Regions from separate parts of the Mus musculus genome. Here region 1 is linked to region 2. The links are chromatin contacts, called in public Hi-C maps. All regions are on one chromosome and are shown on one strand. The core of a region is the stretch at or near the end of the contact, and the rest is flanking DNA. Distances in the headings are between cores, read along the strand shown. Region 1 has its middle 100 kb from the start of Armc1. Region 2 has its middle 41 kb from the start of Gm30789.

Region 1 (2,700 bases), core at 5-2,504, 380 kb before region 2:
GCTGTGGAGGACTTGTCCCTCTGCAGTTCTCACCTGGACTCACTTCACACCCCACGTTGTGGGGTCTGCTCTCAAGTTTCCCCAGTGAGGACTTAACAATAGACTGTGGCAGGGTTTTGTTTTTTCCCCACTGAAGCAAAGAGGCTGCATTTCTGTTAATGACCTGGATTTTCTAACTTTAGGGTCATGAACTTCTTATGAAGTGACAATAGTATGTTCTATAGATACTATAGTAACAAATAAGACATCGTTATCCACTACTTGTTACATTAGAGTTCTTTGTTCCCCAGCTTAGGAACTTACACACACACACACACACACACACACCCCTCTGAACATGGATTTTTGTTTGTATAAATATAGGATGCTTGTTGAAAGTCTTTTTTTTTTTTTGTTTTTGTTTTTGTTTTGTTTTTTATACAGAAGTGAACAAAACAGGAAATACACTTTCCCACAATCTCCCCTGGGAAGCTTGTAGCTATCCTTCTGGAGATTATTCCAAAACCAAGATAAAGGTGCATATCTTTAAACAAAAGGAGACTTCACTGATACTGCTCTGCAGTTCCTGTTTAAATTTCACTCAGCCATAGGCATCTTCCACAAGTGCAGAGTTCCCTGCTGGTGACACGGAGTTCTCCAGGGGTGCTGCTGATAGGTGGCAGGTTTTTGTTTTTTGTTTTTGCTATGGTAAAAACGCCGAAGGAAACGATTTTGTGTATTTAGTTATGTACTTAAAATCTAACTCCCTTTTTCTTTTTCTTTTTTTTTTCAAAATGTGGAACCACCAGTGAAATAACTAATGAAAGCAAGCGATTACGTTGTAGACAGAGAATATCAAACAAGAACATGTTAATGGAACTCTCCTTTCTTTCTTACATTGTCAGGTGAAGTTGGTACTTGGCCCCGCTGGCTAGCCACATAGAGGTTCAGCTTCTCCACAGCAGGGATAATTTGAGAACTCCCTCCATCCTTGAAAGGGCTGTCCATCCGTACAGGGAAGTCTCTAGGAGCTTGGACAGGCGCTGGTGCAGGGTACTCCTTTGCTGGCTTTTATCTGCACAGCCAGCAGGCCTGAAATCTGGGCTCTCCGGGGAACCCCTGCTTTCCTTAGATTTCTCCATGGTGTGGGAGTTTTAAGGAGCTGAGGGTTTGAAGTAGGGGAAGCAGTGCTTTGTGCAGGGGAAGAGGGCCTCTGAGACTGCTTGTCTGCCGGTCCAGCGGAGCTTGTCTGTTTGCCTGGGGGCACTCAGGCCTCATGCAGCTGGTGACTGTGGCAGGCGCCTTTAGCGGTGCTCCTGGCCTTTCTCATCCCAGCCACTCCGGGAGGCCACTGGCACAAACCTTTCAGAGAGCCTTTCAGCACACCCGCGGAAATTCAGATCCAAGATGTCAAGGCTCAGAACTTACAGAGCTCGTTTTCAACTCTCTGGATTCCTGTACTCAGTGCTGTGGCCCAGTGCTTCTGTGCGCTGAGCGGCCTTTTGTTGTTATTTATCACGCTTAGAAAAAGCTCTCTTTACACTCCAATGTTCACACAAAAGCATCTGTTTGTGTTCTGGCTTTAATTGCTGGAAGTGTTGTAGAGTAGACTGTACTCCCATTGTGTGTTTGGTGTCTAAGGCAACATTAAGGTTCCAAGTGCCTTGTGACTTAGCAAACAGCAATGTTATGGTCTTGTGAGTAGCATGCACATGAAGGGGATCTACACACTTTCTGTCTGCTATAGCTGTAGTATTGTGTCTTGGTGAAGTTTAAGTAGTCAGGGCAGAAGGAAGAACTCTGCAGTCAGTAATGGTGACAAGTGAGGCAGGTGAGTGAATTGTTTTTGTGGCTGAGCAAAATTGACAATGAGTACCATCAGGGAACGATCTTCAGTGCGTAGGGAAGGCTGATAGGCAAAGGAATGAACCTGGGCCCCAAAGAAGAGTGGAAAGTAGAGGCCATGGGGAGTTTTGTGTTCTAGTGAGAGTCCAGGTAAGGCCTTCTCATGAGATGGGGAGATGGTGTTTGAACAGGGTCAGCCTGGAGCAGATGGAGAAAGCACACAACGACAGAGATTCTGTATGCGTATTGAAAGTGACCTTGGCAGTGTTTCCTGATAGTGCATCTCCCTAGTATGGCTCCAAGGAATGAAGACATTTTTTTGTTTTAGAGATGAGACCTCACTATTTGCCAAGACCAGCCTTAAAACCCTGGGCTCAACTGATCCTTCTGCAGCAGCCTCTAGCATGGCTGAGGCTGCAGGCATTCACACTGTAACTGGCTCTGAGAGACCTCCTAAAAGGCTGAGTAGAGAAGCAGAAGAAACTTAAAAGATAGGGCATGGGAAGAACAGCGAAGAGAACGGCCTGGGAGAGCCTGTGTATACAGCACCGTCTGCCTCGGAGCTCTGCACTGTGTTTCTAGGACTGCAGCCATTCCTCATGGCCCTCCTGCCTGCCCACTATCTCTCTCTTCACCCAGTAGCTCCCAGGAGCCTCTGAAAAGCCAAACCTTTCTACTGCTCCACTGGAAACCAGAAGTGGCTTTCCATGTCGTTTCTGGCTTGCGAGGTCCCATAGGGCCAGCCCTCCTCCCTCTCTGGATGGTCTATGTGTTCTGTCCATCTGGTGCAGCCTGAGCTCCTTGTTCAAATGCCATCTAACCATCCCATAAGCAGGCCCTCTCTTGGCTCCAAAGACTCCTAACCTGTCCTCAAGG
Region 2 (2,700 bases), core at 188-2,687:
TCTCATGGCTTTTAAGTTTTCTGGGCATTACCTCTGGAACTTTGTAGCTGCATAGTCTGTTGATAATTTACTTGTTGGTATCAGGAGTTCTGATGAAGATCACAGTACGACAAGAATTGTAAACATTCATAAATGGGAGAGAAATCCTTGGTAACACTTACTGATTACTTATTTAGGTAAGTTTCACCTTTTATTTTTGTAACTTTCCTTGTGTGTGTATGTGCATGGGTGCACACACATATGCGCATATGTGTGGATGCCAAATGTTGATGTCCAGGATCTCCTTCAATTATTTCTCACTATAGTTTTACAGACACAATCTCTCACTGAAATCAGAGCTCATTGATTTTTAAATAGGCTCACTGGCAGGCAAGGCCCTGGGCTCCCCCTATCTTTACCTACATCATCCTGTGCTGGGCTTACAGGCATGTGCTGTATGCCTGGCTTTTTACAGGGATGCTAGGGATCCAAATGGAGGTTCTTGTGCTTAAGTCTGGACAAGCAGTTTACTCTCCAAGCCAAATCTAGACCCTGTTTTGTAACCTTCATATAGGTATTTTTAAATTCTATAAAAAATTAAAGAGTATAGTATAATAAACTCTTCTCATCTTTCAGCAAGTTTCAGTAAGATACACTTTAGAGCCGTCAGGAACCTCTGTCAACTCAGTTCACCCTTCATAGAGTGCAATGCTTCCAATCCTAAAGATACAAGTCTTACACCTCTGATCTGTTAGTAGGAGATCTTACACCTCTGAACTGTTAGTAGTTGTGTTGTAGGGTGTGTATGTACACCTGTGTGTGCATGTGTGTGTGTGAGTATGTGTGTGTGTGTTAAACAATGACTTTTTAATACTAGCCAATTTTACATTTCTAAGCTGTTAGTTGTCCATGGCTGTGTTAGGAGTGGTGGTGGCGGTGTGTTAAACACTGTCTTTGTGTTTCTCTGTCTTCTTCACCCTCTCCCTTTTTTCCTTGTTGGCTGAATCAATTCTGTACACCTGGGCTTGCCATGGATTAGAAATGACCCAGAACAGATTACCTTCTTCTGACCCATGGAATGCTCCAACCCCCCCCCCCCCCCATTAATATGGAGACAGCAGCTGGTCTAGAAAAGATGACCAGAATGGCCAACAGCCTGGGACAGACTTCCAAGGTCAATGAGGAGACTATCCTATTTGTTCAGACGTAACAGACTTGAGGGAAAAAGCTTTTCCAATCAGCAAGAACTTCCATCAGAGTTTGGAGATGAATCTTCATTTCTTGGGGGTGGTTTTACCATTTGCCCATCAGAATATGTGTTTACTGTGAGTCATGAATGAGAGGAAATGAGTTGAGGATGCCAGAGTATTATTCTTGTATTTCACTGGAGCTGTTTATGCTGAACTGCTTTCACTTACTACCTCCTGTGCCACCACCTGCCAGAAGCAGCCCGGCTCATCGGAGCACCGTCTGGTACTGCTGGAGCATGAGGGCCTTGGCCTCCCTGCGAAGGTGCTGTATGCTGGCACTGTGGGCCAGCAACCCCTCATGCTTGAACATAGTTGGCACCTACAGGATGAGCAGGAGTCATTTATTTTCTGGTCCAAGTACTCTAGCTAAACCAAATCCTCTTAGTATGAAATCACAAACTGAGGAGAAAACACACACACACACACACACACACACACACACACACACACACCTTCTTCCCTCAAAACAATGCTTTCCTCTGTTGGGAAAGCTAACTGGAAGTTTCATTACTAACACAGGACGGTGATTTGTGTGTGTGTGTGTGTGTGTGTGTGTATAAATGTCAGTTGCATTTTTGCTTCTTCTTAGATATATTAAGTTAAATTTATAGGAAGTAACAAAGATTGGAAGATCTCTTTGAGGGAAATTAGGAGAAGACTCAGGAAAGAACTGTAGGAATAAAGAAATAAAATGAGGTTGTTAATTTGTTGTGAGAACTGTCTTGGGTAGACATAACAAATTCAATATCAATTAGCAGTTTGGTGATGTTTTGGGAAGAGTTAGGGTTTTTTGTTTTTTTCATACACATTTTTAAGAAAAAAGGATAAAAATCCATCATATAAATTATCATTCCACCTTTTCTACATCTTATTTGGCTATAAAACAACTTAGCGAAAATGAATATAGTGACCTTGGATATTTAGTGGGTTTTAGGTCAAGCAATTGTTTATGACAGTAAAGGGAAGGATGTTCACTTTTATGGAATCTGATTTTGTTTCTTAATAACCTTTAGTTTTCTATGTAGAAGGTACAAAGGTATTTTGTTTACAGTTTGGACTTATTTTCTTGCTATGATAGACTAAAAATAATAAATGGCATTCATACACCAGATGTTTATTTTTTCTCTCCATTGATTGTCTGCGGCAGCTCTGAGTGAGTGGAAAAGTTTGTTCTACACAATGACTTGGGATTTTGCCTGGCAGAGACTTTGCCGATTTCTCGCAGCCATGTGCGTATTTGTGTCTAATAGGGAAGAAAGTTCTTTATTGCGAAGATTTTATAACCAAGGTTGACTGTAGCATTTCTGTGAGGTTACTTTTACTCTTAAACTACTGGCTAGAATCAGTCACTACTAACTGCAAAAGAAATTGGGAAGTGTATCCTAGTGGTGTGGTCCATCAGAAGATCAGCTGTTCTCTGGCCCCATGTCGCTCTTCAGTGACCGGCACCATGTCTCGCTCCTCAGTGACT

What was found. Hi-C and Micro-C count contacts between places; a contact is called where the count stands out from the background.
Region 1: a Hi-C map of cerebellum shows a contact between it and region 2, with 4 times the contacts expected there. The contact joins two enhancer-like sites. A contact is called at or near these places in 2 of 484 Hi-C or Micro-C datasets (cerebellar granule neurons and cerebellum), 1 of 115 datasets of contacts at active chromatin or transcription factors (embryonic stem cells) and 1 of 9 other capture datasets (embryonic stem cells).

What each region holds. Positions count from the first base shown.
Region 1 is chr3:19,058,980-19,061,679 of GRCm38.p6, reverse strand. No RefSeq gene overlaps it. Among named protein-coding and RNA genes, the nearest start is that of Armc1, 100 kb to the left of the region's middle. Within about 2 kb of position 1,254, at least 15 of the 459 cell types and tissues checked have an H3K27ac peak or open chromatin away from gene starts, as enhancers often do. A contact at or near this core is called in cerebellum, where this site is marked.
Region 2 is chr3:18,682,303-18,685,002 of GRCm38.p6, reverse strand. No RefSeq gene overlaps it. Among named protein-coding and RNA genes, the nearest start is that of Gm30789, 41 kb to the right of the region's middle. Within about 2 kb of position 1,437, at least 4 of the 459 cell types and tissues checked have an H3K27ac peak or open chromatin away from gene starts, as enhancers often do. A contact at or near this core is called in cerebellum, where this site is marked.